5 separate regions of the Mus musculus genome follow, and all the other regions are linked to region 2. Evidence: chromatin contacts called from public Micro-C and promoter capture Hi-C data. All regions are on one chromosome and are shown on one strand. Each heading gives the region's core, a stretch centred on a gene start, on an enhancer-like site or on the middle of the called end of the contact. The rest is flanking DNA. Distances are from core to core; before and after follow the strand shown. Region 1 holds the start of Uckl1os (uridine-cytidine kinase 1-like 1, opposite strand). Region 2 holds the start of Ythdf1 (YTH N6-methyladenosine RNA binding protein 1). Region 3 holds the start of Mir1a-1hg (Mir1a-1 and Mir133a-2 host gene). Region 4 holds the start of Dnajc5 (DnaJ heat shock protein family (Hsp40) member C5). Region 5 holds the start of Tpd52l2 (tumor protein D52-like 2).

What was found. Promoter capture Hi-C pulls out the DNA fragments that hold promoters and counts their contacts. Hi-C and Micro-C count contacts between places; a contact is called where the count stands out from the background.
Region 1: a promoter capture Hi-C map of pre-B cells shows a contact between it and region 2, with 5 times the contacts expected there. The contact joins the promoter of Uckl1os here to the promoter of Ythdf1 in region 2. A contact is called at or near these places in 13 of 39 promoter capture datasets (the 3T3-L1 cell line, 3T3-L1-derived adipocytes, the C10 cell line and 8 more), 4 of 484 Hi-C or Micro-C datasets (embryonic stem cells, pre-B cells, regulatory T cells and 1 more), 3 of 115 datasets of contacts at active chromatin or transcription factors (extraembryonic endoderm stem cells, large pre-B cells and pro-B cells) and 2 of 9 other capture datasets (adipose tissue and liver).
Region 3: a contact with region 2 is called in a Micro-C map of embryonic stem cells, with 5 times the contacts expected there. The contact joins the promoter of Mir1a-1hg here to the promoter of Ythdf1 in region 2. A contact is called at or near these places in 5 of 39 promoter capture datasets (the 3T3-L1 cell line, 3T3-L1-derived adipocytes, the HPC-7 cell line and 2 more) and 1 of 484 Hi-C or Micro-C datasets (embryonic stem cells).
Region 4: a contact with region 2 is called in a Micro-C map of embryonic stem cells, with 5 times the contacts expected there. The contact joins the promoter of Dnajc5 here to the promoter of Ythdf1 in region 2. A contact is called at or near these places in 11 of 39 promoter capture datasets (the 3T3-L1 cell line, 3T3-L1-derived adipocytes, the C10 cell line and 7 more), 2 of 484 Hi-C or Micro-C datasets (embryonic stem cells and pre-B cells), 1 of 115 datasets of contacts at active chromatin or transcription factors (embryonic stem cells) and 2 of 9 other capture datasets (embryonic stem cells and liver).
Region 5: a Micro-C map of embryonic stem cells shows a contact between it and region 2, with 4 times the contacts expected there. The contact joins the promoter of Tpd52l2 here to the promoter of Ythdf1 in region 2. A contact is called at or near these places in 2 of 484 Hi-C or Micro-C datasets (double positive thymocytes and embryonic stem cells) and 1 of 9 other capture datasets (embryonic stem cells).

The regions. Positions count from the first base shown.
Region 1 is chr2:181,576,959-181,581,266 of GRCm38.p6, reverse strand. It overlaps Uckl1os (uridine-cytidine kinase 1-like 1, opposite strand), which reads right to left and starts at 2,787. Exons shown (of 3, transcript NR_027289.1): 1 at 2,639-2,787; 2 at 639-824. All of the region lies in intron 1 of Uckl1 (uridine-cytidine kinase 1-like 1), which reads left to right.
Region 2 is chr2:180,918,173-180,922,195 of GRCm38.p6, reverse strand. It overlaps Ythdf1 (YTH N6-methyladenosine RNA binding protein 1), which reads left to right and starts at 1,260. Exons shown (of 5, transcript NM_173761.3): 1 at 1,260-1,512; 2 at 1,860-1,884; 3 at 2,982-3,061. The coding sequence starts at 1,486.
Region 3 is chr2:180,383,190-180,387,765 of GRCm38.p6, reverse strand. Mir1a-1hg (Mir1a-1 and Mir133a-2 host gene) reads right to left here and starts at 2,162. Exons shown (of 4, transcript NR_045331.1): 1 at 1,491-2,162; 2 at 62-232. B230312C02Rik (RIKEN cDNA B230312C02 gene) reads left to right here and starts at 1,881. Exons shown (of 7, transcript NR_040745.1): 1 at 1,881-1,993; 2 at 4,387-4,488.
Region 4 is chr2:181,519,020-181,523,247 of GRCm38.p6, reverse strand. Dnajc5 (DnaJ heat shock protein family (Hsp40) member C5) reads right to left here and starts at 2,763. Exons shown (of 5, transcript NM_016775.3): 1 at 2,551-2,763.
Region 5 is chr2:181,494,480-181,499,125 of GRCm38.p6, reverse strand. It overlaps Tpd52l2 (tumor protein D52-like 2), which reads right to left and starts at 1,984. Exons shown (of 9, transcript NM_001373959.1): 1 at 1,794-1,984. The coding sequence starts at 1,812. It overlaps Abhd16b (abhydrolase domain containing 16B), which reads right to left. Exons shown (of 1, transcript NM_183181.2): 1 at 4,146-4,646. The coding sequence ends at 4,395.

The sequences.
Region 1 (4,308 bases), core at 1,538-4,037, 660 kb before region 2:
CCTGATCATCACTTGTAGCAACTCTAGGTCGTGGCCGCCAGGGGGCAGTGACCATGCTTGGAAACTGCTCGTGACACCTCTTCCGGTCTGTATGAGTCAGTTGAAGGCCAAATGTCTTCCGGCTTTGCATGCCACAGTGCACCGCCTGAGAAGCTGTAACCCCGGACGCCTTTAGAAAGTGAGGTGCTGGCAGTGGATGAGGTGAATCCCAGCTAGTTCACACACTCCAGGCATTCTGACCAGGAGTCAGACTTTGTGAGGCCGTGGCCAAATTCCTCCTCCGAAGGTTCCTGGGGATACACCTTGAGAAGATACAAACTGCCCTGGTGCCTCAGGCACTGGCAGCAGTAGGGGAGGGAGTCGCTGGTAGACTAAAGCCCAGCTTGAGGTTTCTCCTATTGCCTTTCCCAGCACCTGGCTCCCTATCTGCCTGCCCCTGAGGCCTTTTCCTTGGAGTTGTCTGACCTTAGCCAGCACCGCCATTGGCTTTCATGTCGATATGCAAAGTGGAGATGGATTTGGGATTAGAGAGTGGAGAGAAGTTAATAGGTACTCACCCAGAGCCTTGGGGGGGGGGGGGGGAGGCAGGTTGGCAAGTGAGGCCATGAAAGCCTTTAATCCCCCAGTCCTATGTCTACCTTGTAAAAATGGCTTTGATGACTCTGAACCGCCTTCTGCCTCTTGCAGGAATTCCACAGTAGCACCGGGATGGGTTGCTTGACTAGATTTAACCATAGCAGAGGGATCTTGAGACCTTTCTTTGGTGGTCCAAGTGATGAGCCTTCCTCTCTTCAGTCTCTGCTGTAGGCCTTTCATTCTGGTTTCTAAGATATGGGGGATGCAAATTACAGGGCAGCTCTAACTTCCATGGAGTTTCCTTATCCATGAGGCACCGGCTTAGGTCCTCAGTAGCCTCTCTCTGTTTCTCTGTATAAGGATACATACAGGTCTGCAGCAACTCCCTGGTGAGTGGCTTTGAGCCATAGATGACAGCGCTGTTACCTAAGGGATAGCCAGGGGAAAATGAAAACTGAGCAGCAGCTTCCAGCACCACCTACCTCAGACAGCCCTGAGGCCTAAAATGGAGCCCTGAAAGAAGAAAACCTCAAAGATGGAAGTTAAGGAGTGTAGTAGCCAGGTAGCCTGGTGTATCTTAGGTAAAGATGAAGTTCTGGGGTCAGGGTGTGGTATTTTGGAGCCAAGTCTAGTGAATCAATAGGTGGGACAGGTCTATTCTGTAAGCAGTAACAAATCTGGAATTAAGTAAAGCCTTCCCTTTCTAAGACCAGCACGATGTTAGCTTCCCACAGACCTGTGGCCTTTTTGCTACCCACTGATCCTGACCTGCTGGGGTACCCAAGGAACATGTCAGGATCCTCTGTTGTGCTTAGCCAGCCAAACTTAGAGAACTGATTCCCTAGGACTCCTTAACTCTGCACCCCTGCCCAGAACAATATTAGCCTCCCAGAGCAATCCTAGGGCATATCCAGCCAACCATATCTAAGGGTAGAGTCAGAGGGACAGACAAACTATAAACACATACATGCACATGCAAACAGAGATTGGCTCTTCCTGCTCCTGGTGTCTGGGGATGTAGACATACCCACAAGTTACCTAGGTAGTGAGAAGAGCTGCCTCCGAGGCGGCTCCCAGAGTGGCTCCTTTTCAGATGCATGAAGTCCACTTGGAAGCTTCCTTCTCTGAGCCCTGCCAGACTTAGTGCTGTAGGCCAGCCAGGTAGGATGAGGTTGCAATGAGGCCAGCCCACCCCTTGACGAGAACCCCAAAGCCAGCAAAACCTCTCTGATTAGATCTTAAGTCAATAAAGGGATTTCAGCTGAGGCTGGGACCGGATCTTCCCTTTCCATGCTGTGGGCAGGGAGGTTGCTGTGTCCCCTGCTGACTGATGAGGCCAAGGTGGCCATCGGGCTTACTGGAGCCTGTGTGAGGTGGGGTGGAACAGTTATTCTTGGATGTGCTAGGGTAGAATTTCAGATTTGTTTATCCTTGTAGGAGGCACCTTGGGGCCAGGGGAGGGGCACCCAGCTCAGCACTGACATTCAGATCGCCTGGCCTGGTGGGGCCTCAGATTTCCTTGTCGTGCTGTGTATGCATTGGGAGGCAGAACTGTGTTTCTTCCAGAAAATTTGGGGAGAGGTACTAGTGGTTCCCAGCAAGTCCAGGTCAATGTGCAAGCAGCTAACACTGAAGTACACTCACAGCAACTGGCCTGGGGATTGTGCAGGCCAGAGTCAGTACTATTAATATCTGGGCATAGCCCTGACTGGGTGATCCTCTTATGTGTGTGTGTGGCCTTAGCCTCTGAGACTAGCATTGAGTGTGTTTCCTTAGTGCAGTAGGGCTCCCAGGGCCTCCTAGCTGCTGTGCCCTACTCCCTGTATATAGCAACCTACTTCTGCAAGTAGGGGTCCAACCCCCCTAGCTCTTCAGCTGGGCTGCCCATAGGAGTGGTTCCACCCATGGAAGACCAGTTCAGGTGGCTAGAACTCCCAAGCTGTCTTTAGAGACAACTGTAATTCTAAGAGGTAGTGATACTCTAACTGATAGAACCTATACCACACATACCTGGGTCATCCCACTGTCCAGGGACATCCACCTCTGAGCCCTCTGTGCTTACCTGCATCTTTGGCTATGAGCAGTCCCCCAGCTTACCCTGGCATCAGGATCTCAGGGTGCTGGACTCTTGGAGCAGAAAGCAGGTGAGTTGCCGCAGAGTCCCTGCTGATGAAAACCCCACTTCCCAATGGAACTGACCACATTTGACTTGTGTGTGATGTGTGTCCATGGATATCTGAAAACAAACAAGCTGCCAGGTGCTCCTGGGAGCTCTTTCGGCTGCAGATGTGGCTGGCGCTGGCTTGGGGCTGTGGGTTCTGATAGCATCTTGTGTTCACTGTGGCTCTTTAATACTGTTCGTACAGCTGAAGTTGGCATTGTGGCCAGAAGCCCCTTTGTCTGTAGATAAGAAATGAAGTATTTTGTGCAACTTTCCCATCAAGGGGCACCTTTTGTGAGAAATGGGTGCTGCCTTATCTCTGGCTGTAGGAGATAGCTGTTAACTTTGGGGAGGGCAGGGGAGTTGGGCTTGGTACAGACACAGCCTGATAGCCCAGTCAGGGTGAAGCAGATTTCTGGCAAAGTCCTCCCTGATCTATTTGCAACTGGGCACTCTTCCCATCAGCAGCGCACGCTTTGGGAGGAATCTTCACGGAGGTGGAAAAGAGTCACTGATAGGGAAGTAAAATTCTCCCAGAGAAGCTGCTACTGTGAGAATCAGGGGGATCGGAAAACAGCCCCTGCCTGTCGGGTCATCTGTCCAGTTTCTGTCGGAGTGTGTCTTAGCTTTGTGTGCACTTGTTTTTACCATTGGTGGCTAGGAGCTTTATCAGGTTGCTCTGCCCTCTTCCAAGTCAGATGTTCTACATTGGAGTAGTTTCCCCCCAAAAGCATTCCCTGGGGAAAGGAAGAAGAGGCTCAGTGGGAAGACAGATGTCCTGAATTTGTTTTTGTTGTTGTTTTGCTTTTGTTTGTTTGATTGTTTTTTGTTTACCGTGGCCTCCTAGAACTACCCTGTGTATTGTGGTCATGCTGCCTCTAGGGACCAAGGCAAGACCCAATCTGAAACCCTGGGAAGTCTCTGGTTCTCCCTCTAATGGGGGCGGGGGGAGTGTGTGTCTAGCTTTTGCCTGATGGAAAGGGTAGCCCAGTGGATAAGCTTCACAGATCCATTTGTTTACTGTAGACAGATTAGTATACCCAGGTGAGCAACCATCTACCCTCTACCCAGGGATCTGGGGACCTTTCTGTGTGTGTTTGACTGAGCCATTCAGGCAAGCTTGAGTTGAGGTGCAGGTAACATCCCTCAGGCAGCCTATCATTTCTTGACCTGTGTCCCTCACATGCTATCTGTTCTTCAGACCCCGACTGGCAGACTCAGATCTCAGCACTCAGCTTATTTATGCCTAGCTCATGCTCTCAGCTCCTGCACTTGTCTCCAGAGCAGTGGCAGTGAGGCTGAACTTAATAGAGTGACTAATTATTCCCTATGCTCACGCTCTGAGCTCTGGTAAAGATGGATGATGTAGAAACAAGCAGGCTTATTGTCTCTGTCCCCAAGGGTGAATTCTGTGTGTTTTCTTGGTTAGATACAGATGGGTTCTTTTCATGATACCCACTTGTGTTGTCATACATTACATCCTTCAGAGCTGCCGGTATGACCATTCACATGTTAGGTGGTCTTTCCAATGCCTGCCCCTACTCATGGGCACATACCCACACTCTTCCTGC
Region 2 (4,023 bases), core at 11-2,510:
GATGTGCATCAGAAGCTAGGACATTTACTACAACAAATCCAGGGACCAAACATGCCCCAGAAGGGATGTGTGGATGCATCTGGGGTTTGGTCCCTAGCAATGTTCTTGCAATCACATGATAGGTCACAAATTTGCCTGTTATTCCAGTTCCAGGCTATCAGACACCTTTTCTGACCCTTCACATTCACCAAGTGCACCTATAGTGCACATATATACATGCAAGCAAAACACTCATACAAATAACATTTATTTTAAAGGGGCTGGAGAGATGGCTCAGGGTCAAGGTATAAGAGCATTTACTGCTCTTTTAGAGAATCTAGGTTCAATTCTCAGCATCCACTTTGGGGTCTGAACCATCTATAACTCCAGTTCTGGGGTATCTGACACCCTCCTCTGGCCTCCTTGAGCACCAGGCACACATGCAGTGCATAGACATACATGCAGGCAAAACACTCATACACATAAGATTAAAATTAATAAATCTTTTTAAAATTACATTCAAAAGATTTGTTTTATTTTATGTGTGTGTGTGTGTGCCTGCTTGTCTATATATGCATCACGTGCATTCAATGCCAGAAAAAGAGTTCTGGAACCCCTGAGACTGGAGAATTGTAAGCCATCATGTGGGTGTTGGAACTAGCCCCAGGTCCTTTGTAAGAACAGCAAGTAGTCTTGAGCACTGAGCCATTGCTCTAAACCTCAAATAAAACTTTTTTTAACGACGGGAACAGGGAGGAGGAGTCTGTGTGTGGTAGCAGGTTCACTGAGCAAAGAGCTTGCCTGAAAGTGAATGGCTAAATGGCTAATGGGGTGAGTTCTTTGTTGGAGACTCTTTGACGGATGAACTTTCCCCACGTGGAACCCAAAGGGGGCCGTCTAGCTTTCCTCAAAGTCCTCTTGTTTTTACCCTGGGTGATGGAATCAGGTACAGAATCTAACGCGAATACTGGTTATTCTGGCACACTCCTGTCAGGTTCATATTGTCACGGGGCAGGCTAGGAGGCCAGCCCAGCAGCCACAAAACTCTGGGACAGGTGTAGCTAAACTACAACCTCACACCGTCTCCCCAATAGGCGCCGCCCCAGGAGCCCCACGTGACTCTCGAGTCGCCCCGCCCCATCCGGTCCGGTCCCGCCCCTCCAGCGCGAGACTGAGTCCCAAGCGCGAAATCCTGGGCGAGGAGCGACGGTGCGCAGGCGCAATGGTGGCGACTCGACGGCGCTCCCGGCCTGCCCCGCGCGCTGACGTCGCGTAGCTTCGTCCCAGCCGCCGCGGCCGCCATTGGAGTCGGCGCCCCCTCAGCCTGTCCGCTACCTTCCGCTGCTTCCCGCTGTTCCGGCCCGCGTGCCTACAGCTGCCGCCGCGCCCGGCCGCACCCGCGGAGTTGGCGGCGGGGCACGGGGCCGCGCGCGGCGTGACAGGCCCGGCCTCGTGGGAGGCCCGAGCCGGCGGCGCCCGGGTCCCGCGCCGCGCTGTTCATGAAGCATGTCGGCCACCAGCGTGGACCCCCAGGTAGGGGCGTCTCGGGACCACGGTCACGAGAGCAGGCCGTGGACAGGGCAAGACAGGTTGCGGTCTGGGCCGCGCCGGGGACCTGGAGGCTGAGCTGGGGTTAGGGTGCGGGGTCCGGACTGGGAACAGGGAGGCCGGGTCGAAGATCTGAATACCAGGCCGGGCCACGGTTCTGGGGTCCAATGGCGGGGTCGCTGGGCTTGGCTGTGATCAAAGTGTGGGAGATCTGGAGGCCCGGTCGGGGTCGGGTCGCCCTCCGGGTAGCGTTCTTTTCGGATAGTAACTTTGTGTTTCCTTTCCCGGGCTGGGTGGTGTCCACCCGCATATCCTGGCCTGCGGCGATGCAGAGAACAAAAGGACAAGATAATAAAGGTGAGGAGAGTTCCGGGAAGTTGTCCGGACTTGAGAGGAGAACGGGGCAGCGCCAGTCCGTGTGGACAGAGAAAGTCCACCAAGCCAGCCTGGGATCTGAAACTTAGTTTCCTCCCGTAAGCTTGGAGGAGATGAAAGTTTCTATTTCCGGGGTACTTGACAGATTGGAGGGGAACTAGAAAAATAAAGGCGTACCCGGAGTAGTTCAGATAATATTTTGCAATTTCCCCCTTGACCCTGCCAGAACAGTTACCTGGTGGGGAAAGAAATGGTGATCAGACGGCCTCGCAGAGGTCTGAGTGACTGACTGGTCCTCTGTTGCTAGGTAGTGGATGGCTCTGGAGGAGAGTCAGCCAGCTAGCTGTGGATCCGGAGGCCCTGCCCTCCATCCTTAGCTATAGTCATTGTAAGTTTATTGTTATCTCCTGTGATATTCTGGCTTGTAATAAACTTCCAAAACTCTTATGAGAACTCCAGAGTGACACTAAATCCTGGGAAGACTGTTTTTAACCAGTGCATGTTGTTGTTACTTGGGTGTAACCAAATATGGCTCATCGTGTTTTAAGATTGGAAAAGGCCCAACACTTTATTTACCATTCCTTTCCTTTCCTTTCCTGGCTGTGCACTGTAACAGTGGAAAGTAAGTGGAGAATCAGATGATAGTAAGCTTAGGTTACAGCCCTTTCCAGCTGAGCATCCTGCCCTCAGATCTCTGCATAACTAGGCTCTTAAAGCATGTGTCCGCTATTTGCCTGGAGTAGAGTATTGGATTGGAATAGGGAAACCCTGGGTTCGGTCCCACCTTGGGGCGGGGGGTGGGGAGGGAAATCACAAAACTGGCTCCAAGTCTGGTTGCAACAAAATGACATCTGACCGAATTATGATTATATTTTTACTTTTAAAAAAAAAGGAATTTAAGAAAAGTTGTGCAATGCCATTTAACTAGTCATGTAAACATCAGCTCTCTATAGAGTGTGCCCATTTTGAAAGATCATATCTGCTAAAAACTGATGAAAATAGACTTTACTAAGGTTTTCATGCTTAAAAGTAAATTTTTTTAAAGCTTGAAGGTAATATTTTGCAACTTTTTGTTCTAGTACAAAATGGTTCTTTGCATCAGAAGGATGCAGTTCATGACAATGACTTTGAGCCCTACCTTTCTGGACAGTCCAATCCGGTGAGTTTATCTTATTAGCATATTTTTTTAAAAATAATTTGCTTGTAACACATTTACTATAATATTTCTACTTTTCTATCCCAAACATCAAAGAGACAGTCTCGAAAGTATTAGAAATGATAGAACGGTCTTGAGATTTGCTTTGTGCAGGTCTTCCTGTTGGGCCTGTGCTTGTGTGTTAAAGATAGTTTTCTCTCTGTAGAACAGCATCCCATGGAGATTGGGTACAGGCAGACTTTTAGCATTTGTGGGCTGGGGATGGAGCGCTTTTTTTTTTTTTTTTTTTAATGGTGTATAGGACTGTATGGTTCCCTGAAGCTTTGTGCCATCTTTGTTTTGTCTCTGGAGGGTTAGAGGAGCTAGGAGAGTAGGTAAGTTCTGGACAGTGCAGCAGACTCCTACCTGCATCAGGAGACTTGCCGTCCTTGAATCTTAGTTTCTTTTTGTATGAATCAAAGAATCCTGCTTGCAGGACTGTTGGGGAGATTGGCATTGGAGAGGGTATGTGTAAAGCACAGAATTAGTACCTTATGGTCAGCATTTCTTACCTTTGGAACTGTAGAGCCCCTTCTGTTTTCATGTATATGTATGTGCATAGGTCTGTGTGTCCAGGGAGGTGTGCGAGTGGGGTGGGGATGTCAGGAATGATCCTCTGTCACCTTCTGCTTTATTCAGTGATGCAGGGTCTCTTGGACCCAGAGCTTGCCAGTGTGGCTAAGTCTCAATTATTTTGGGACTCTCCTGTTTTTACAAGTAGCCACCACACTCATCTGGTATTTACATGGGTTTGAGGGGATCCAAACTCTGTTCCTAAAGCTTGAGTGGCTATCACTTCAAACTGAGCCATCTCCTCAGTCAGTACTTTTATTTTTTAAGTGTGTGTGTGTGTGTGTGTGTGTGTGTGTGTGTATACATGCACAGGTGACCTCAGAGTCTAGAAGAGGGTGTAAGAGCCTCTGGAA
Region 3 (4,576 bases), core at 913-3,412, 540 kb after region 2:
GGGGGGGAGGAAGAGGAGGAGGGAGAAAAGGAGGAAGAGACTCACATGCCTGGGGACTCACCATCACCCAAGGTGAGCCTGCAGGTAAAGTGCTGGAACCCTGGAACAGGTGTCCCTGCAGGCGGCTACCTACAGAAAGAGCTGGAGACACCCACTGCAGGAGAGGTGGTGCAGGCACAGAGGGTCTGGCTGGGCTTGGACCTGGTGTGGGGCTGCAGGGCAGTCCCAGCTCCTGAAAGAACATTCAGTTCTTCCGTGTCAGCAGGACAATGTCTGTCTCTGGCATGACCTGACCAGCCCTGTCCCTGTGTGGAAACACCCCAGAGAGCATCCAGACTCTCCCATTCCTGGGAGGGCCCTGTCTCTGCAGAGCCTGCAGCATGTAGAGGTCCCCTGGTTGTGGCAGCTGTAGCTAGGCAGGGTGGAAAGAGGATTAGGATACTGAGAGAAGCTTGTGCAGCAGGAATGAGCGAGGGACAGAAACTGTGCCCATTTCCCATGTGGTTGCTGTTAAAATTTCATTTCCACATAGCCAAGGATAAAAAGGGCAGCCAGTCCATCAGCCTCAGCTTCCAGCTTCTGGAGGTACCCCTGGTGTGACTGAGCTCCCACTTAGGCTCCCTGAGAACTCTAAGAACAAATGCCTCTCTGCCCTCTGTCCCAACTCCCAGGTGTTCATGATAGCGTCTGTATGTCAAACAGAAAGTTGGGGGGACCTGAAGAGCAGAGATTGATTCAGTCTGAGCCCACATCTTCAGGAGCTGCTCATTCAGGAATGAATGAGAGTCACTTCTCAAAAAGTTTCCCACCTTGACAGGAAAGTGGTGTCAGTCACCTCCAAGTAGACCCCTCTGGCATCTGGGGTGGGGCCTTATCCTGAGCCCCCCCCCCCCTCACACACACACACTATGAACACTAGTTCAGCCCTAGCCCCAGCCCCAGCTCCAGCCCCTGGATGCCTGACACAGCACACTTCTGATCCTGGCAGGGCTGGGAGAGCTTCAGAAATCCAGAGTCCCAGCCCATGGACGGCCTTGTCAGCGCTCCTCAGAAATCCCCCACCCGCAAGCACTCAAAGGCTTTGTGGCAAGTTCCAAGGTAAGTTTAGCCACAATCTCTGGTGTTGCCCTCAACTGGTTAATCTATTTCCTCAGCTCCCGTGCCAACCCCCTAGAACAGCGGACGCCATCCACCCTGCCCTCCACCAAGCATCCAGGGGCGCTGCTTTCTTGCAAAAAGCCGTATGTCAAAGTTCTGCATCCCGGTTGGACGCGCCCTCCCAACCCTCCCAGCCCTGCTGGCTGCTGGCTCTGCAGTTTTCCAAATGTAGATGATGCTGGGAGAAACTCCAGGCGCCCCCTTGAAGCCACGCGGCACCAGCACCCACAGCACCCACCTCACCGGAGGGCACACCCCCACCACTGCCGATAAGTTTTCAGGGGCTTTCCTAGCTGGTGGGCAGCTGAAGCAGCCAGCTGAGAGGGACTCACCAGGGAGCCCTGGGCGCCCCTCGGGCTGGGCTGGTGACCGCGGCAGCCGTGGCGGCGGGCGCAGGGTCGCGGCTCCCCGGGAGATGCTGCAGCAGCGGCAGCAGCGGTAGCCACCTCCTCCCGGAGCCAATCGCAAATGCAGGGGTGGGGGCGGGCCGGAGCTCCCATTGCGTCCGCACTTGGTGGGGAGGGGGGGGCAGAGAGAGAGAGAGAAAGAAGACACCCCGACTCCGCACCCCTGCCCTTCCCCCAGCCCTCCTGCAGCAGCGCAGACTTAGCAGCAGGGAAATCTTGAGAGAGAAGGAGGAAGGGGGGGAGAGAAAGGGGAGGGGAGGGTAAGAGAGAGAGAGAGAGAGAGAGAGAGAGAGAGAGAGAGAGAGAGAGAGAGAGAGAGAGAGAGAGAGAGAGCGCTGATGCAGAGTTAAGGAGACAGAGCCCAGCTGCACACCTTGCCCGGCCGAAGCTGCAGGAAGCTCCTGCACCCTCAGCCCTGTCGGTACCAGGTAGAGGTCAGAGCAGAACAAAAGGGAAAAAGAGAAAGGCCCCGCGGGTATGCACGCTCACACACGCACGCAGCCCCACAGACCAAGATTCATGCATGCAGGGGGAGGGGAGGGCAGAGACGGGATGGCCTGACCCAACGCTGGTGGGGCAAGGGGCCCTTGGATCAGGAGCGACCTCACCTTGGTAGTTCTTATATACCCCGCCAAACATCCCAAACACGCGGCCCGGCCAAGTGGCCCCCCTCGGGCTGTGCGCCCTGACCATATTTAGTCAAGCAGGGGAAAAAATAGCATGTCAGCTGGGCCGAGGCTGGCCAGGCAGCAGGGAACAGGGTGGGAGCCCCGGCACCATTGACAGCGGTCCTGGGTTGCCCCGTCCCCCTCCCAGCCCCTCCCTTACGAGCCTGCTACCGGCTGTCCCTGTCCGAATCCCCCTGCTATTTTTAGCAAGGCCCAGTACAGAGGTGCCTCCTACCCAGTGGGCACTGGCCTCTCTCTGAGGCGACACCAACTCATTCCTGAGTGCCCTGGGGAGACTGGAGTTACTCCAGGGAACAGGGCCCAGGGAGGGAGATGGGTGGCTCCCTGGCCTTAGTCCCCTAAAGGCCCATGTGGGCCAGGGCCTCAGTGTCTCCAGAGTGATACCTTTTTGCTCAGAAGTGGGGTTGGGTCAGGTGGCAACAGAGCCACTGGTTTTCCTGGGGATCCTAAGCCAACCCCAGGTCATGAGAATTGCAGGTCACCTTGGGCAACAGAGAAGGCCAACTCAGTTGTCCTGTCTCCTCCAGAACCTTGGCATCAAGGGTGTGTGGCTTGGAGACCCCCATATCCACAAGTACACTTGGCGATGGCTCCATTTTGTTCCCACCTGGGTTGTATAAGAAACACGGCTTGGGAACATGGCCCCACTGGGCTGGGATTCCTGAGTCCAGCAGCCTGGGATTGGCCAACTATCCCCTTTGAGCAAAGTGACATTGAGCGAGTCTCTACCACCCTGCTACTGTCAAGTACAGGCCATTGAGACGACTCTGGGACTATGGGTGGAAGCTTCAAGCTCCTCAGAAGGCATGAGTGTCCCTGTGCAGTGCATGGGCATCCAAAGACTTGCTGCTGTTTTAGAATCCACTAGAAAACCTCCTTCCTCCTGTACTCAGAGAAGTGTCCTCTCTGTACTGGCTAATCTGTCCTCACAGGAGCAAGGAGAAGCTCAGCTGGGGCTACCATGCTACCCTAGGTCCCCTGGATATTGTGATTATGTGTGGTTAGGCATGGAAGCACAAGCTCATAACCCCAACATTCAGGTGGTGGAGTTGGGGAGTATGAAGCAAGCCTGGGCTACGGTGAATATCAAGCCATCAGGAGCTACATAGCAAGGACAGGGCATGGTGGAGCTGGAGGTTTTAGCTAGAATCGTGGGGTGTTCAACTTGAGATTGGATGAGTCTTGCAATCACTATGGGTCAGCTCAGACAAACATACAGAGACATTTTCCCACTGGTGTGTGGGGTTCATACAGAGACTTACCTATATCTGGGGACTCTTTAGTTACCCACAATGAAGCAAAGCCAACCAAGATCCTCTGCTCCACCCAGTGAGTTCTCAGGGACAGGAGTTTCATGCATTTTATACCTCAGCAGGGGCCAGCCACAAAGCCTGGACAAGCCAGTCCTGTCCTCCACCCAGGAGCAGGAGTTAGAGCACCCTTGTCATGGGTTCTAACCAATAGTTCTCCCCACAAGCCCACTGGCATTGGGGCTTAGCAAGTGAATTCCTTAAAGCCAGCTTGTCCTTGTACCCACAAACACAAAGCTCTCAAGAGTGGTGTGTGCCTCTTATTTCTTCCCCCAGGAAACAGGACAGAGGAGACACTTCTCCCATCCAACTGTTTATCTTCACTCCCACCCTGAGCAGTCCATGCCAATGATGCCACTGCAAAATGCAAGCAGCTCCTTCAACAGTGAGATCTTACTAAGCCTGGGCAACTGCTCCCCTAGGCACATGTCTGAGAGGCCCCTGCAGTGGCATCTGTGGTATAAACAGCACAACCCAGATGCTACCCACTAGTGACCAGGGAACCATGCACGGCACATTGACAGGATGGAATATTATCTGGTGATAAAATCTAAAGCACTGCTACATGCCATGACTCTTGAAACTATGATGTGGAGTCAACACCAGGGGCCACACGCTGAGTGTGCTCGATGTGAAACTCCCAGAGTAGAAAGATTCAGGAGTGGGAGAGGAGGGGATGACTCATGAGAAGTGGGTCTCCTGGAGGTGATGAGATGATCCAGAGGGAGATAGGAATGACTGATGCACAATATTGGGTACCGTAGATACTATGCAAGGATGTTCTCTTCAAAAACGGTTCCTTTTATCTTTGTTTTGAGACAGGGTCTCATGTAACCCGAGTTACCAGCAAACTTGCCACGTAGCTGGGGATGACCTCAAACTTCTAACCCTCCTGTCTGGACCTCTGGAGTGCTAGGATTACAGGTATGCATGCCACTCCCAGCCTGGTGCCTTTATCTTACAGGAATTTCTCCTCCACTGAAAAATAGACAAACCTAGCTGAAGGCCTAGT
Region 4 (4,228 bases), core at 1,514-4,013, 600 kb before region 2:
AGTCTGATTCATTAAGTTAGATCGTCAGCAAAGGAGGTTGTCAGGGTGGGTCTACAACCACACCCAGAAGCATCACTCTCTCCCATGTGCGCTTGGGTAAAAGTGGGTAGAACCATGCAGCATGCACCCAGCACTGAACTACACATTAACAGAACTGTTCTCGATAATACAGAGAAATCAGGACGCTGAGATAGCCCAGCAGTGAAGAACACTAGCAGCTTTTCTAGAAGTTCTGAGTTCAATTCCCGGCAACCACCAGGTGGCTCACAGTCATCTATAAAGATCAAACGCCCTCTTCTGGCATGTGGGTGTATGTGCAGACAGCACACACCTACATTTAAAAAATGCACACATAAGTTTTTAAAAAAATACAGAGAAATCTAGCTATTCTTCTAAACCTAGATGGGAATGAGGCAAAGGCATTACAAAGAACTATAGTGTCATTCAGTCACAAAGAAGTCTCTACTGGGTTGTCATAGCACTAGATAATGAGCTTCCAGCTAAGGGCACCAGCAACTGCTAGATCTTACGCTGGGTGTGGTAGTAAAAGTCTATGATTCTAGCCCTTTGCCAGGCTGAAGCAGGAGCAACACAACTTGCAAGTTAGCTTGAACTATAGCAAGATCCTGTTCACAAAAACAACTTCTCCACAATGACTAAAGAATCGGAAGACTTCATATCACCTTCACCTCAAGTCCTGAGACAAGTAACCAAAGACAAAATTTCTAAGAGCCTTTTTACTGAACCAGTAGCATATCTTTTAAAAGCTTTTAGCTCTGAAAAATCACAAATCGAAAGTTACAGAGCTGGCTGATAATCGTATCGCACCCCTGTAGGCCCAGTACTTGGAAGGCAGAGGCAGGTGGATCTCTGAGTTCAAGGCCATGGTGCACACTGTCCATAGAGCAAGTATCAGGGCAAGCCAGAGAGAAACCTAGTCTTGAAAAACCAATCCTCCTCCTGCCCCACCCCCCAAAAGTTGTAAAGTGATTTTACAGGAAAGTATAAGCCCTTTCTCTTAACTGACTGCCCCCCTCCCACCCCCAAAGGGCAGGGGAAAGTTGGTGGCTCTGTCCTTGAGGATACAGAAGCCTGGTGATTCTTAAGCGCTCACTACTCACTAATTGGCTTCCTGGTGAAAGGGTAATAGCCTAGCTGCTACTAAACTCATTTCCATTCATTCCGTAAGTATTTACTGGGCACATACTATCTGACTATCCTAAACAAAACAAAACCTTAACTAAAAAACAATGTTAAATATGTTAACACAGTAAACGAAGAGTCAAGTGCTGTATACAATTAAGCAAGGAGGGGAAAAGTAAAGCAGAGAGTCTAACATTCGACAGTAGACTAGTTACAGCAGTACACAGTGGAATAACAGAGGAGTAGAAACGAAGGATATCTCACATAACAGGAACATGAGAGTGGTCATGAAAAAAATGTCAAGGGTTGAGCACTTAAATTGGTTAAGAGACTAGCAAGGAGGCTGCTGGGGCAAAGAGATTGTGCGGCACGGTGCTTAAAGAATCCAAGGGCAGGTACCCTGTTCCCAAACCCGAACGAATTTAGAGGCTCCACTGGCTCCACACTTGCGGTCCACACACACAGGGCCAGCCTAAGTATGAAAATACTGATACAGGTAACAGATTCGTAACACATATTAAGTTAGAAACTGCGGAAAGTCCTGGCTTTTAATGTCACCTAACAGATCACGCTTTCCTTAAAGAAAGCAAATAAATGAACAAAATTATCCTACGATTAGAGTTTTGTCTTTAGGCAACCACGACAATATATGGGACAATATAATTCTTTGTGTTATTAAGTAGCGTTTTGATGTTTAAACAGACAAACCACTAGCAATTGAGACACACTGCCTATAAAGGATGAATGATCAGCTGAGCGTCCAACAAACGGCGACCCAATTTCCCCAAAGTCCAATCTGAAAACAAATTAAAGCTACCTTTTGCATTATTTTTCCGAAGATGCACTTAATGAATTCGGAGAAATCATCTCCTAGACACAAGGAAAAACAAGTCTTTAATCCAGCCATATAACACAAGTTGGAGCCTAAACGAATGAGTCCCTAATTCTCTCCCCAAAGAGCACGACACAAAATCGCCTCTTAAAATGTCGTCCCTAGGTATATAAACTAGGGGTTTTTTTATACATCAAATGCCTTTGAAATTTACAACTATAAGGCAATTTCTGCGTCCCAGAATGTGAACAAGCCTCGGAGCCTTTACTGCCCGCCTCCCTACACACCAGTTTCTGCGTTCCGGGAGCCGCGGAGGCGGCCGCGCGTGCGAACCGGAGTTGGCCCGGAAAGCCTCGTCTCCGCGCCGCCCCGCCGTGCGCAAGGTCGAGCAGGGCCTAGTGGTGCCCAGGGCCGGGCTCGCCGCCGCTGCTGAGGGTCGCCGCCATTTCCGCTGCGGGCAGCTTTCACCTCCTGCTGCGGCGCCCTCGCCCCACTTCCCCTCCCCTTTGCCCGGCTCCGGCAGCTTGAACCCCGCGGCCCCACCTAATTTGAGAGCCACTGGAGAGTGAGCTCACCTGTCGGCACGCCCGCCGGTCCACCGGTTCCGCGGCTCCGCTTTCCGTCCCGGGGCAGTGGTGGGCAGCCGGCCGGCCTACTGCTCGGCCTGAGGATCCCGGGCGGCGACAGCCGTAGCAGCGGCAGAGGACGGCGGAAGCAACACTGGCGGCAGCAAGAACGCGCACGCTCACTCACTGGCACGCGCGCCCCCGGAAAAAGACGTGTGTTCTGGCAGGTCAGAGCTGGCTGCGCAAGCGCCTAGAACCCAACACTGAGGCCCCGCCCATAGTCGGAGCCAATGTGGCAGCGCCGCACGAAAGCTCCGGAGCTCCGGTAGAACTCGGTCCCCGAAAGGTTGCGCCCCAGTTGACGATCACCGGGAAGGGTTAAGGTGGTGGGCGGAGCCTGCAGCTACTAAGCCGGAAGCTACAGCCCGGGAGCAGAGGCAAGGCCTAGGCTTGCGGGTTCGCCTCTGGAAGGCAGGCAAGTGGCACTCCGCGAGTAAAACTGCTCTTCTTCCAGTTGTTTGCTCAGTGCTTCATATAAGCCTCAAAAAATTTATTACTACTTACCAAAAAACTAGAGAGGGAGACCTTCATTTTCGTCTCAAGGTACTGCCTTGGGACTGACATTTTCGTTCATCCCTGGAGACCACCCAGAAAAGACTTTCCTGCCTTTCTTCCCAGTCACTGAAAAATCAACCGCCATTATTTAGCGATCCTTTAGGAATCGTCTGCAATGATATGCGTGGACGGTTAAGGACTTTTCTTCCCACTCTGTCTCATACAATCCTTGTTCACTCTGTTCACTTACTAAGTAATAAACCTAGTGACCCTTGCCTACTTACGCTGTAACAAACAATTTCAAGTGCTGTGCTTTTTTATTCCAGAGCTACCAATCTTCCTGGCCAGTGTTCCTACAGCTTTACTTTCATTCTTGCCTGCCCACCATTTTTTCTTATAATCTTTTTGGATTATAATTACATCATTTTTCCCCTGCCTCTCTCCAAACCTCTCATATTCACACACACACACACACACACACACTCACCCTTTCAAATTCATAGCCTCTTCTTTGTTGTGATATAGCTCCTAAATATATAAATACAGCCTATTCAGTCTGTATGTTAAGTAGGTATATGTTTTCAAGGCTGATCATTTGCTATGGGAAAACCAATTTCTATGTTCTTCCCTAAAACTGATTATTTCTCCAGCTCTCAGAATTCCTTAGTTAGCTAGGATTGAGGCCCTGTGCGCTTTCTCCCTTACACCATGCTTAGCTGATGTTGTCCTTGCTCAGGTCAGTTAGGCAGCCATGTTGGTTATGTTACTTCACGGATGTAGCTTCTCTGACATTTTAAGGAGATAAATCTTAGAGCGAACTGTCTGGTCCTCTGGTTGTTGCAGCTTTTCCTCCCCTTCTTCCACAATGATCTCTGAGCCTTAAGTTCAGGACTTGTGGTGGAGTTCTATCTGTGGGGACTGGGCTCCACCAATCTGCATTCTGATCAGTTTCAATTTCTGTAATGATCTCTATCTGGAGAAGATGTTTTCCTTGATGAAGAGTGAGAACTACACTTAACCTATAGGTGTAGGGATGAGTATTTAGGATGTAATTAGGGACTATGCTGGTTTAGCAACGTGATCCATGACTTCACTAGCCCCAGATAGTCGCCTAGGTTTCCAGGATCAGGCG
Region 5 (4,646 bases), core at 735-3,234, 580 kb before region 2:
TACTCAGAATAACCAAATTTTATGTGAACCTGGCTGGAAAATAAGCTATCTTTAATACTTGGTGATGATGCCAGTGGCTTCAAATTCATCCTCTCCCTCGTTCTCCTTTCCTTTTTTTTGTGATGCCAGGCTAGAACACAACCTCATACATAATTGGGAAAGACCTTTCCCAACACTGCTGTGTAATAGTTTCCTCTGAGATTGAAACATTCCATCCAGCAGGGAAACCTTTACGCAGAAAGGTAAACAACTCAAAATAGCTTCAGGAAATCCCCAAAACTAACTAGAATCACGTTGTCCCTCCCAGTCAGAGTCAACAATAAAAGCTGAGAGTCCCTCACAGCTTGAAACTGAGCTGCAAAGATGACTCAGAAGAGAAAGGTTTCAAAGCCGAGTTTTGAGACCAGAGCAGCTGCCCAGAAGAAGCAGATACCAGGCCAATTGCTTGGAAGAGGTAAACCTCTTTATAACTGAGGCTCCTCGAAAGGACACTTTCCAACCTGTTGAGCTGCCTGCAGGCTGTGTATTGTGTTCAAGGTTCTCAGCTTTGTGAACTATCACCCAGGTTGGGGTGGAATTTGCTGTTGCGACCATCTTTGGGTCATTTCTGCTCCTGTAAGTAACCCCTTGCCCATATCCCTGTAAATAACCCTAATAATGCACATTACTTCACTAAAGTAGACTTTGGTGGTATCTGTACCTTTGGTCTGTTCTGAGTTCCCTAGCTGGGATGAGTAGATAGATGTGTGATGCATCTTCCAGGAAAGGTTTTTTTTTTTGGGGGGGGGGTTGTTTTTGTTTTTCGAGACAGGGTTTCTCTGTATAGTCTTGGCTGTCCTGGAACTCACTTTGTAGACCAGGCTGGTCTCCAACTCAAAAATCTGCCTGTCTCTGCCTCCCAAGTGCTGGGATTAAAGGCGTGTGCCACCACACCTGGCTTCCCAGGAAACATTTTGTCACACAACAATGACTGAGTCACATCCTTAGCAGTGTCATTCCAGGGACCAGAATCTACTACTTAAAGATGAAAATAAAACAGTAGATAGCCTTCTGAATTTGCAAATTCCCTTCACAGTAGAAAAAAAAATCCAGAATGTATAAAAACCCAAAATTCTAATGCTTAGGTAATGTGTTAGTGCAAGCCAAACAGTAGAAAGGTTTTTTTTTAATTTAGCCAGTGTAGTTAAGTAAGCATCCCCAGTGTACCACCTTCTCAAGATTTTAATCTCCTGAGCCTGAACCACACTTCTCCGTAGCAACTCCTTACTGGCCTCAGGTGTCTGTTTTGGCAACAGATCTGGTGTTCTGGGTGTGCCCCTGACTCACTCAACCCTTCTCCCTTGAGAATCTCTAAGTAGGCTACAGTGGCGTTACCACCCAAGAGGCGCTGCTCCAAACACAAGGATAGTTGCACCGCCCCTTCCCCGTAGGGAGCCGCCCACAACGTCTCCGCAGGAGCCTAGCACCAGATGTGGTATCCCCTACGGCCCAACGAAAGATAAAGAGCTGCAGAGCCAGCGAGAGGACAGAGGGTGAAGCGCATTAAGGAGAAATGTCTGGAGTTATGAAACTCTAGGAACTGAGAGGGAGCCGAGGAACGCCGCTTCGCAGTGCTCCGAAGGGAGGCCGAGGCGCCAGGGCACACACAGCAAGACCATCGGGAGCCTTGAGGTCAAGGGCCTCTTGGCCGAAGAGAAACAGCGGATTGGTTTGGCAGAGGCTGAGGGGGGGCCGAGTCGCGACTCGGAGGGCGGGAATGCGGCACAGCCCCTGCCCATCCACGGTGCGGGTACCTTGGCTAGCAGAGTCCATGTTCAGGCGGCAGCTGGGTGTAGCTGGCGTCGGTGCTGGGATCGCAGGTCCTACAGGAGCCCAGCCCCGAGGACTGCAAGCTGGCAGCTTCGTACACACGAGCCAGTGGAACTGTAGGGCCGCAGTCGCTTACGTAATCAGCGACGCGCCGCCTTCCTTCCGCTCGGGTTCGTACTCCGCCTTCTTCCCGCCCTCGGTGAAGTAGTGTCCAATAAGAACGTCTTCTGGCCCCACCTAAGACAAATCTTTCAATTTGATAGGTCAGACTGCAGCGAAGCAGGAAGCAATGCTTCTAGTCTGGTTCCACAGTAAGATTCTAGGGTGAAAAAGGGCAGAACAGCTGAAGCTCGAGGCATGGGTGGTTCGGATTGTGTTGCAGTTCGCCGACTTCCCACCTTTAACCTCGGCTGCCCACAAGACTTCTGACTTTGCACCTCGACAGGTCAAACTCAGGCCTATGTACTCCCCAGTCCCCTGTCAACCTCTCCCCACCCCCTGTAAATTCTTTTGGTTTTTGAGTCAGGTTGCTTGCAGCAAAGGACGACCTTGAATTTACTGTGATCTTCCTGCGTCCACCTACCTAGAGCTAGAATTACAGGAGCAAACCATCACAGCTGATTTATACCGTATTGGGGATCGAGAATTCAGAGCTTAATGCATACTGGGCAAACATTGTACCAATTAACTTGCTTTTGCAACCTCTTTATGGAGACTTTTTATTGTCTAGGGAGTGCACTAAAAGTGTAGAGAGCGCGATTCGTCTTCTTGCCCTGCAGGTGCCGCTGTCTCCAGCTGGATTCCCACACTAGTAGGCCAGCTGTTTGGGGGCTGCTGGGCGGCTTGTATTCTGGTACTGGAAGAGTTCACACAGCACTGAACACCTCAGGGACCTGTTGGACCCTCCAAATAACTGAAGCCCAGCCCAGTGTAAGCACTCCGGTATTTTCTCACTTTCTTTTCACAGCATCAGGTGAGCCAGCACTGGCGCCCCCTCCCAGTTTACAGATGAGCAAACTGAGGCTAAAGTAAATTTCCAAAGATCACTCCAGAGCTTTGAGGTTCTTTTTTTTTTTTTTGATTTATTTATTTATTATATGTAAGTACACTGTAGCTGTCTTCAGACACGCCAGAAGAGGGCGTCAGATCTCGTGATCAGATGGTTGTGAGCCACCATGTGGTTGCTGGGATTTGAACTCCTGACCTTCGGAAGAGCAGTCGGGTGCTCTTACCCACTGAGCCATCTCACCAGCCCCGAGCTTTGAGGTTCTTATGGTTTTAGTGTGTCAACACTGACAGGAGAACAAGAGTGCCCCCCCGCCCCATTCCAAATGAGGAAGTCGTGACCATTGGGCAACTCTCTGCTAAAAGCAAGCCTTCCAATTTCTTTTGGCCCTTAATATTTTTCAGAAGAAAAAAAATCCTTAAAACAATATTCCCCCTCTTTCAGAATTGTCCCACCTACAAGATTGAATTTTCAGGGCTGGTTAGATGGCTCAGTAGTTAAGAGCATTGACCACTCTTCCTGAGTCCAATTCCCAGCAATCACTTGGTGGCTTACAACCATCTGTAATGGGATCTGATGCCCTCTTTTGGAGTGTCTGAAGACAGCTACAGTGTACTCATATACATAAAAAAGGTTGAATTTCCCTCTCCAGCTAGGCCCCAGTGAGTACTAGTTCCTAGATGCTTCCCACTACCTGTTCCTTCTCTGGCTCTTCTCCCTGCACGTGTCTTCTTGCACAGGACTAGGTGCTTCATTGAATGTGACAGTATCCTGTTCAAGGCTGTCCACTAATATATCTTCTCCATTTACCATTTTGCTTAACCCAGCCTGGTCAGCCCCTGCCCACAGGGCTGGAAACCACAAGAGCATTAGTCCCTTCTTCATGTAGTGAGTGACCACAGTACAGACAGTGGAAAGCTGAACATCTGACATTCATTTTGCATTCTTGAGCCATGAACAAGACCCAGACCTAGCTTAGGTCTGGCCCAAGATGACACCCAGTAACAAGTGGGTAACATTAACATCTGGTAACGATTCAGGATCTCTAGGACTCACGCCACTCTGTGCCCTGTTAATATAGGTCTGCAGTCCCTCTGTAAATCTCCCCTCCATAGAATACAGAAATGAGAAGGGGGTACCGCACAGCAGCATCTGCTGAGACCTGCTAGCAATGAGACCCTGTAGTGCCAGGAGTCTCCTTTCACTGGGAACTACTTGAATCTTTCGTTAGTGTTCTCTTCTCAGGAGCTACCCTGTAGCCCAAGCCAATGTGAAAGGCACTTTCCTGTGACTCCACAGCCTCCCTTGATCAAATACCACACATTACCATAAATTGGATCAGGTTCATCTTTACATTGCTTTTAAGAATTAGGCACAGACATTCAGATGTTTGCAAGGAAGAGAAAGGATGGAAGCAGGAAAGAACAGAAAGAAAGTGAAGGAAGATATACTGCCTACTCTCCCAGACACCAAGATCCCCAGCACGGCCAGCTTTTCTGTATAGATGTAAGGAGAGGAACAGTTGGGGGGAGCTAGAACGTGTACAGATGCCCAAATGCATGAGTCACAGTAACAGTGGCTATAGTCTCCAGGGCAATTGGAAGTCCTCAGGCTCCAGTGGACTGCAGTGAGTTGCCTCCAGGTTCTTAAGGTGCCTGCGTGCCAAGAACAGTGCAAGCTGCCGGCGCCGCCGGGCACTCAGACCTTGGCCCACGAACCAAGGAAAGGAAAGTCCGTGTGGCCCCCAGGCCTCGGCATCGTCCAGCTCCTTCTGGCATCTCTCACGATAAGAACGAAGTGTTGCTAAGCACCACTCATCATCAACGCGGTA